Linked DNA regions of Sus scrofa: all the other regions are linked to region 2. The links are chromatin contacts, called in public HiChIP or PLAC-seq maps. All regions are on one chromosome and are shown on one strand. Each heading gives the region's core, a stretch centred on a gene start, on an enhancer-like site or on the middle of the called end of the contact. The rest is flanking DNA. Distances are from core to core; before and after follow the strand shown. Region 1 has its middle 27 kb from the start of KLHL31. Region 2 has its middle 46 kb from the start of GCLC. Region 3 overlaps KLHL31 (kelch-like protein 31).

Region 1 (3,077 bases), core at 164-2,663, 140 kb before region 2:
AGGAAGTCTGCCTGAGTCTGAATCTCCACCCTGCTACTTACTAGCAAACTTTCTGCCTCAGTCCCTTACCTGTAAGGGGGAGGCTATGGTGGCCATGCTAACAATAGCATGGTCGTTACAGGGTTACTGAAGGGATTAATAACACAATGCATGTGGAGCACACCTGATGACACAGGCAATATCCAATAAATACTAACAGTCAAGTTCCATTTCTATGCAGGATTTTCTTTTTTTTTTTTTTCTTTTTCTTTTTCTTTTGAGGGTTGCACCTGCGGTATATGGATTCCCAAGCTAGGGGGCGACCTACACCACAGCCACAGCAACGTGGGAGCCGAGGTGTGTCTGCAACCTATACCACAGCTCATGGCAAACTCCAGATCCCCAACCCACTGAGCAAGGCCAGGGTAGAACCTGCATCTTCATGGATGCTAATTGGATTTGTTTCCACCTCGCCATAACGGGAACTCCTCTATGCCAGTTTTTTGTCCTGCATCAGGGAGCTATTCTCTGAGGATGGGAGCTGTTTCTCTAGCGCCCCTTGCTTAGAACATACATTCTGTCCTTGGCCTATCATTTAATTTCCTAAAGTCTCAGTCCTTATCTGTAAAAAGCAGTTAACGTAGTAATCAAAACCAATAATGTATATTAAAGCACATGGCACAGTGCTGGTCCTATAATAAATCAGCCATATATTTTAGCCATTGTTTCGTGCTTAAGAGTCTATACGGGGGGAAGGGACAAATTAGGATTAACAGCTAAGGGATAAATTGGGATTAACAGCTACACACTACTATACACAAAATAGATAACCAACAGAGACCTACTATAGAGCACAGGGAACTATACTCAATATTCTGAAATAACCTATAAAGGAAAAGAATCTGAAAAAGAAAAAATATATATGTATGCATGTGTAACTGAATTACCGAGCTGTACATCTGAAACTAACACAACATTGTAAATCAACTTCAATTTCTTTTTTTTGTAAAAAAGGGTCTATGTGAAATCTATATTAAAGGGTTAAGGCTCTTATATATATATACACTGTGTTTCTCGGACAGTATTTTCTGGCCTTAACAGCTGAAATTACAGATCAAAATTTGAATATTAAAAAAAAAGGAATATGAGAAACGGAGTCAGAGAGAGCAGTGTCAGGAGGCTCAGGGCTGGGAAGCCCGCAGGAGGCCACCTTTAAAAGATCTATGATCCACAAGAGATAAGAAGCCCTCAACTCTACTCCTGGAAGAAGCATCACCTCCTGATGAAGGCGGAGGAGATGAGGAAAGGAAAGCAACTTTGGGAGAAGGTAAGAGGACACGTAAGATGAAGGAAAGGGCGGCAGAGGGACAGAGGAAGGAGGGAGACGGGGGAGGGAGAGGCAGACAGACGAGAAGACAGGGCAGAGAGCGTGTCTGTGACTGAGGAAGTGCTCATCTGAGGTGGGGGTGGATGGAGCATGACAGCCCTGGAGAGTGTCAGGAAAATCCAATGGGGTGGTGGTTTGTCCCAACACTTGCAGGTTGCGGATATGGCAGATATCGTGGACTCCATGGGCCAGTCCCATGTCTCAAAGAAGAGTCCACACCCTGCTTAACTGTGGCACTAATTCAGGAAGGTGCCAGCCAGATCCAGGACTCAACTCTACTCTCCCTGTTAACAAAGAATATTTTTGCTTGGTTTTGATATAGGCTGACTATCCCAGTAAGCCGTTTGATTAGAAGGAAAATTGTGTGTTGCTTTGCTGTCCATTCTTTTTTTTAAAAAAAAAATCAGAGGATGAATATAGGTTTTTATGCTTGTAACTTAACTTCTTCACCACCGGAAGAGCTCAGCTACTGTGGTAAAGGCTGCTGGTGGTGAGTGAGTCACACAGACACTCTTGAATCAGCGCATCTCTGCCCTTGTGGCTTTGCAGAGATGCACGGATGGGTGCAAGCATTTGAGCTACACCACTATGACTTTATTGATCCTGAGAATATCGAACTACTTAATTCTCATTCCTTTTATTTTTTCGCTTTATTTAAAAAAATATTTTTAAAAAATCTGGGGGGCCACACAGTGGCATGTGGAAGTTCCTGGGCCAAGGGCAGAACCCTTGCTGCAGCCGTAGCATAGGTCCCAACAACGGCCAGTCAACCCCCTGAGCCACAAGGGAACTTCTCTTATTTTTTCTTTATGTTTCAGTTGAGGCATTCTATAAATAGGTTACATGATCTATGAAAGTCATTTTAGGATAAAAGAGTTAATTTTTTTTTTATAGACAGGGGTACTGGAGACAATGGGATTGAACCCACCCTAGAAACATTTCTGACCCATCCTTTCCCTTAATTCTCTTCCCTCTTGACCACTCCAGCAGTGGGAGCTAGAGGCCTGCAGGAGCTCCCCCAAAGGGCACTAGACTCCAGCCTTCTCTGTTCCTGGGTCTCTGACACACACACACATATGTACTGTAAGGAAACAGACCTACAAATGGTCACTATCACTAATTTTATTGTATAATATAGCATGATTTAAAAAAATTAAAATTTGAGAATGTTATGGTGTATCGAGGGTGTGTGCTTAGTTGGAAAAAATGTAACTTCTTAAAAATGGTGCCCACATGGCCTACATTATTCCAAGAGTGAGAGACCTCTGTAACATCATCCAATCATGAGCCCTTGAGCTGGACTCCAGAGGCCATCTAATTTTGTCCCCTTTTTGCAAAGACGATCCTGCAACACTGGCCAAGCACACAGTCCCAAATGTTGCATTAGTTTAAAAAGGATAAAAAACACAAATGTTCCATGAGGAGGACATTACAACATTCAGATCCAGGGTGGGAGTATTTCCCAGGTTAGAAATCCAAGGTAGGACTTGGCAGCCAGACACCCTGGGTGCATCCTCGGAGCTCCAGCCCCCACCAGCCTTGTGGCCAGCACATTTTACGTATTATTGCTGTAAATCATATTCCTGGGCTGTCAAGTGAGGGGAGCAGTGGCACCTGCCTCACAGGGTGCTCGTGAGGATGTACAGCATTATCTGCTGTCAGCACCGAGAGGAGTGTTTGGCACCTAGGAAGCCCTCAGCACCTGTTAGCT
Region 2 (3,374 bases), core at 33-2,532:
AGCCCGCTTAGACTGAATCACCAGGTCTTACAGAGAGATATCTGTTTCCAACCAATATCAACATCCTTCTCCTACCCACAACCCCTAGGTCATCTGGTCCACCCACTTCTCCCAACTTCATTGTTCTTTTTGTTCTCTTTTTTTTATATTGGAGTCTAGTTGGTTTACAGTATTGTGTTAGTTTCAGGTGTACAGCAAAGTGATTCAATTACATGTATACATATATCTTTCAGATTCTTTTCCCATATAGGTTATTATAGAATATTGAGTACAGTTCCATAAGCTATATGGTAGGTCCTTGTTTTTTTTAATCTATTTTATAGATTGAAATGTGTATATGTTAATCCTAAACTCCTAATTTATCCCTCCCCCACCTTTCCCCTTTGGTAACTATGTTTTCTTTGTGAGTCTTGGTTCTGTTTTGTATCATATTTTAGATTCCGCATTTAAGTGATGTAGTAGATACTTGTTTTTCCTTAACTTGCTTCACTTGTTTAATAATTTCTAGGTCCATCCATGTTGCTACAAATGACATTTCATTCTTTTTTGTGGCTGAGTAGTAGTCCATTGCAGGATTTGTCAAACTAAGCTGCATACACATTTCTGGCTCAGTAGGCCTAGGATGGGGACTCCAGTTTTCTGCATTTCTAAGAAGTCCCCAGGTAATGCTGCTGCTGCTGCTGGTCTGTGGGTCACAATGAGTAACAAGGACTTAGATCACTTTCTGTACCTCAATTAGACACAGATTAATTCTACGTTTCAAATGACACTGGTCTTTAATTCTAATGTATGTATCTGAATGCCAGGTAATGACACCCTGTCTATATATCCGACAGAAAGTAAGCACCACCTTTCATAAGCTTTACTGCCTGAACCCAGCTGCGGGTTCAGGGCTTTGGGAACAGAACCATAAATGATGAGATAAGCAAAAGGGCTTTTTCCATGGTGGCAATAGCTGTGGATGAGCCTAGACCCTCACTCAGAACACAACTGGCCATTACTTAATCCAGTTCTCACCCTATCAAATCTAGATTAACAAGAGGTTTCCTCTTGGTCCCAGGATGCTTCACACCCCACCTGGATGTGGGCTGTTTGTGAGCCTTTCTGTTCCTCAGTGCAGGGATCTGGCCTTGGCCACCTCTTCCTAAAATCACCACCTACACAAAAATTAAGTAAGAGATGTGTGGAAACCCAGCACGTGGTGAGGGTTAGGCCATGTCTCGGAGGCCTTTTGGAGACCTTGTAGAGAGGAAATGTGGAAGTATCCTTCAAGCAGCTGGTGATGGGGCAGGGTCAAGGACGTGTGTCTCTGATGACAGGGTGTCAACACTCTCAGCTGGGATAGGGGGCCCTATTCAGCACTGCAAAAAGGCTGCTTAACTCCAAGGGATTTAGAGGTGCTGCTAATAAACTTTCCATTTAGCTTAAGGCTTCCCCCTGCCCTGCCCTGCCCTGCCCTGCCCTGCCCTGCCCTAAAGATAAGCTACTGAGATCTATCAGCTTCTCCCTCCATTTGGCTTTTGTGTAAATATTTAACTTTTCCCATAAACACTTCTGAACATACATGTCAAGTGATATTTAGAAAAAGTAAGTTGGAAAGGAACTGATGAGGTTCAGACTGGATGTGAGGAGACTTGGTGAGCGACCTTGACTGGGAAGGGGACCAAAGAATCACAGATTGTCTGAAGAGTGTGAGTGGAGGCTGAAGTGGGCTGGAAAATCTTGAAAGCCCCTTTCATTCTTTACATCTGATAAAATGAAACATAACATTAAGCATGAGAGATGCATTAAGATCAATATTTGGTGCCTCCAACTTTGATTTCAAACCACGTAGCAAAGCTATGGTAAATCAAAGCAGCATGGTATTGGCATAAAAATGGAACAGAATAGAGAGCCCAGAAATAAACCCTCATATATTTGATCACTTAATTTATAACAAAAGAGCTAAGGATATACAATGGGGAAAGGACAGTCTCTTCAATAAATAGTGCTGGGAAAACTGGACAACCACAGGCAAAAGAATGAAGTTAGACTGCTAAGAATCATACAGAAATTAACTCAAGGTGGGTTAAAGACTGGAATGTAAGACCTGAAACCATAAAATTCCTAGGAGAAAACATAGGTGTTAAGCACCTTGCCATAGGTCTTGGTAATTGTTTTTTGAATCTGACACCAAAAGCAATAAAAATAAATAAGTAGGACTATCAAACTCAACAGATCCTGCGTAAAAAAGAAAACCTTCAAAAAATGAAAAGGCAACTTGCTGAATGGGAGAAAATATTTTCAAATCATGCATCTGATAAAGGGGTTAATATCCAAAATATATAAAGAGTTCATACAACACCATTACCAAACAAAATGTTTAATCCCACTTAATGAGCAGAGGATCTGTATATACACCTTTCAAAGACAGATGACCAACAGGTTACATGAAAAGGTGCTCGACATCACTGAATGTCAGGGAAATGCAAATCAAAACCACAATAAGATACCACCTCACACCTATTAGAATGGCTATTCTCAAAAAGAAAAGAAAGAAATGTTGGTGAGGATGTGAAGAAAAGGGAACTCTTGCGCACTATTGATGGAATGTAAATTGGTACAATCACTGTGGAAAACAGTTTGGAGGATCCTCAAGAAAATTAAAAATAGAGCTACCATATAATCCAGCAATTCCACTTCTGGAAAAGACGTGGAAGAAGAAAGTGAAAACACTAACTCAAAAAGATTTTTGCACCTCCATGTTCATAGTAACATTATTTACAATAGCCAAGATATGGAAGCAACGTAAGTGTCCATCAGTGGAGGAATGGACAAAGAAAGTGAGGTATAAATATAGATATATTACTCAACCATTAAGAAAGAAGGAACTTTTGCCATTTTTGACAACATGGGTGGACCTTGTGGTTATTACGTAAGTGAAATAGGTCAGGAAGAGAAAGATGATTTCACCTTATACGGAATCTTAAAACAATAACAACAACAAAAGGCAAGCTTAAGCTTTCAAATACGGGGAACAGATTGGTGGTTTCCTGAGGCAGGAGATGAGGGGTGAGAGCAATGAGTTGAAGGGAGTCAAAAGGTACAAACTTCCAATTATAAAATAACAAAGTCCTGGAGGTGTAATGTACAGCATGGCGGCTACAGTTAGTAATACTGTAGTGCTTATTTGAAAACTGCTAAGAGAGTAGATATTAAAACTCTCATCCCAAGGGGGAAAAATGTAACCATGTATGAAAACAGATGTTAAAGAGACTCACTGTAGTCATCATTTCACAATGTGTAACGTCACATCATTATGTTGTACACCTGAAACTAATACAAGAGTATGTCAAGAACAAAGCCAAGTCTCACACTAGTCGTTACCTCTGGGT
Region 3 (3,331 bases), core at 336-2,835, 160 kb before region 2:
CATAAGCTATTGCATCACTTCACGTAAAACACAGAAAATATAGCAACTGTATAGATTCATTTACCACTATCCCCTCATCCTTTATGGTATAGCATACATCTACATATATTATGAATTCCCTAAGACAATGTTATCATTTTTGAAGAGTCAAATGTATTTTAAAGAGCTTTAGAGAAAAACTAGTTCTTTATATTTATCACCCCCAATGCTCTTCATTCATTCCTGAAGGTTTACGTTTCCACCGGGCTTCCTGTTCATGGATCTCTCTTTTCCAGAATTCCCATCTCACTCTCCAGTGAATGCCTTCACCACAAACTCTGTCCTCCGGTTCTTCAAGTCAGCAACAGTTTCCAGTGGAGGTGCAGCTGCCCTGTGCAGTACCACCTGCAGCCTACTCAGCCAAAAAGCCATCCCTTTCCAAGAAAGGCGGGGAAAGGGGAGTTCATCCTATACTATTCTTTTTCCCCACCTCTCGACTCCCCTACAAAACCATCGCCCCTTTTATTACACTCTTTAGCATCTCCGGGTAGTTTTCTCTACTTTTCGCCGCACTCTCTCCACTACCTTCCAGCTTACAGGGACCATCTATCAAAAAGAAGCTTTACTTGGCTTTTTTACCAGTGGTGGAGGCAAGGGCTGGTTTTTAAACCCAGGCAGTCTTCTTCAGAGACTGAGGTCTTCACAGCTATACAACATGATATTCCTAAAGGTGAAGAGTGAGCTAGCCAGCAATTGATCAATCTTTATTACTGATCCTTGAGAACACCTCAATGAAGGATGATATATGAGAACAACAATGTATAAAAAGATTTAAAACTGGATATCAGATATTATCGCTCTTGAGTCCACCAGTTACTCCTTCGTTTAGAATTGCCTGCTGGCCTTTGTCTCCTTAGCCTCAGCATATATATCTTTAGGTTGTTGAGGCTGGATTCTCTCTTTGCTCCAGAAACTTCCATTTTCACCAAAAGAAACAAAAAGAACCTTAAAATCAAAATGATTTCAAAAGAATTACACCTTGTCCTAGTATGTTTCAGTATCATGTATCCCAGTTGTTAAATACTGAGATCCTTCTGTACCGAATTGGTAAACAGCCAACCCAAATCCCTCCCACCCCTTCAGTTCTTTCCAGGATGTCCTGTGTTTTACTACCATCCAGCAACTGAAGTTTTACACAAGGTACCCCAGGGGAGCCTCTGGAACTCAGCTCCAGAGGTGGGGCATGAGGCCATAGGGGACTTATCTTATCAGTCATTGAAATATCCACCCCTATATGCTACCAATGAAATGATCTCTTCATGATGGATGAACAAAACATTTAGCATCTCGGTCTGAAGCATTCGGATCAATCCTCAGGTTTAGGATTTCATCCAAAACAATGAGTAGTTATAATCCTTATGTCTACATGAATAAAAAATTGCCCATAGAGATTCCTCCAGGAAAATAGGCTTCTTCCAAAAGGACATTTATGCTCCTACTGGTAGAAAATGCTGGGTTTTGTTTTATTTTTGAAGTTACTATGCTGTGCTTAGCTACTTTCTTGTTGTCATTCTGCACGTGTCGTTTTCGTCTCTCTAACCATAAATTACTCATTGTATTGCCCCATCATTCCCAGAACAGTGCTGCCCACACAGCAGTAGGTGTCTGATAACTGCTTGCCAAACAAAATTTTAAAAATTTTCCCCAGAAAAATCCAGCAAGGGGACACTCACCACATAAATCAAAGGGATTTGAAGACTAAAATGGGAGTGGGTTGAAAATCTATTTCACAAGGTAAGGATGCATGTAGCCTTGCTTACAAGAAAGAATGAGGAAGGACAAATGTGCTGCAGTCTTATGAACAAATATAAATATGAATATGACAGCTGGAGCTTAATGAGGAAGACAAAAGCCCTGGCAAAGAGACAGACCTTCTCTACTTTCTACCTACTTGCTACTTTCCTTCCACTTGGAAAGGAACAGCAACAAACACAATTATGGAATTTTTCAACATATATTCCAGTAATTAAATTGAAAACTTTCAAGGGGGATCAAAGCTAAGTTTTACCCCTCAGAATGAACTCAACAGTGAGGCTTAAAACAGACACACATATGTACACACACACACACACACCCACCACCACCACCACCACCCTCAAAAACTTTAAAAACCCCTAAACCCCTAAATATCCATCAACAAGAGGATGATTGCATGCATTTTATATATCCCTACTGTGGGATCTATGTGGCTGTTAGAGAGAATGAGGTAAATTTATGTGTGTGCTAATACAGAAAGATGTACATGAGCACATTCAAGCGATAAAAGTAAATTGCTGAGTAATATGGCATAAACTTGTTTTGATATAAGTTCTCTCTTAGTGGTATGCTGGAACTGACTTGTACTGGCTCATGAGAACCTTTTTACATTTTCAGGAATGTAGCGAGCTGGTTGTTGATAGCTTGAAACCAATCATGTTGAGTGTATTTGTATCAAAGAAATCAGCACCTCACAAATAAGGGCTTTTAGAAATTGACAGGACGTTGTAAATCAACTGTAATAAAAACACTTTAAATAAAAACAAATTAAATTCTTAAAAAACACCAACAAATAAGGGCTTTTTTTTTCCCCCTACAGAAGTGGTTTACCAGTTGGTTTACATCACTGCTCAAACTATGCAGATATAAGTTTGCATAAGCATACATAGTCATCTGTAATTTCGATTATTTGTATTGTATCAGTATACAATTATTTGTAATTCCACGAACTGAATTGTTGAATTACACACACTGATTTTGTTACTTTAAAAATGGAAAAAAAATGCAACATCAGTAATTTCACAAGAAAGTAAATGTTACATGGCAGTAGATAAAATCCATCTATAGATTTTATCCACATCCATGAGTAGGCCCAATATTTTGAGAAGAGCTAAAATAATGTAATCTATGATATTGAAGGACTATGTAGCAATTTAAAATCAGAGATGTTCAGAGTTACATCATAGAGCTAAATCCACACATCATATAGGTTAAAAAACTGGTTCAAATATTTATGACATTGATTACAGGTAATGGTTACTGTCCCTAATATGTCAGCACCCATGTAAATATATTTCTAAGAGGCACATGAGTAGATTTAGAACTCTAGTGTCAAAGCATAAGAATAGTTTTTATATTTGATAGACTGCTAAATTATTATTCAAAAAACTATATCAATTATAATCCCATTAACAATGTACCACACCAACATCTGATACTCTGAATATTTTAAAATATTTTAACCAATTGATAAGCAAAATTTGACCACAAAAATAAAAAGCCTCCCTAAATTTCAGTTAACAATTCCCTGATTATT

Evidence for each region. HiChIP or PLAC-seq counts read pairs in DNA pulled down with a chosen protein or histone mark.
Region 1: an H3K27ac HiChIP or PLAC-seq map of alveolar macrophages shows a contact between it and region 2. The contact joins two enhancer-like sites. A contact is called at or near these places in 19 of 47 Hi-C or Micro-C datasets (alveolar macrophages, brain, embryonic fibroblasts and 10 more) and 2 of 2 datasets of contacts at active chromatin or transcription factors (alveolar macrophages and skeletal muscle).
Region 3: a contact with region 2 is called in an H3K27ac HiChIP or PLAC-seq map of alveolar macrophages. The contact joins two enhancer-like sites. A contact is called at or near these places in 12 of 47 Hi-C or Micro-C datasets (brain, embryonic fibroblasts, epiblast stem cells and 8 more) and 2 of 2 datasets of contacts at active chromatin or transcription factors (alveolar macrophages and skeletal muscle).

The regions. Positions count from the first base shown.
Region 1 is chr7:27,113,963-27,117,039 of Sscrofa11.1, forward strand. No RefSeq gene overlaps it. Among named protein-coding and RNA genes, the nearest start is that of KLHL31, 27 kb to the left of the region's middle. Within about 2 kb of position 1,414, at least 19 of the 83 cell types and tissues checked have an H3K27ac peak or open chromatin away from gene starts, as enhancers often do. A contact at or near this core is called in alveolar macrophages, where this site is marked.
Region 2 is chr7:27,253,844-27,257,217 of Sscrofa11.1, forward strand. No RefSeq gene overlaps it. Among named protein-coding and RNA genes, the nearest start is that of GCLC, 46 kb to the left of the region's middle. Within about 2 kb of position 1,283, at least 7 of the 83 cell types and tissues checked have an H3K27ac peak or open chromatin away from gene starts, as enhancers often do. A contact at or near this core is called in alveolar macrophages, where this site is marked.
Region 3 is chr7:27,094,171-27,097,501 of Sscrofa11.1, forward strand. The region is part of intron 1 of KLHL31 (kelch-like protein 31); the gene reads left to right. Among named protein-coding and RNA genes, the nearest start is that of KLHL31, 7.4 kb to the left of the region's middle. Within about 2 kb of position 1,586, at least 2 of the 83 cell types and tissues checked have an H3K27ac peak or open chromatin away from gene starts, as enhancers often do. A contact at or near this core is called in alveolar macrophages, where this site is marked.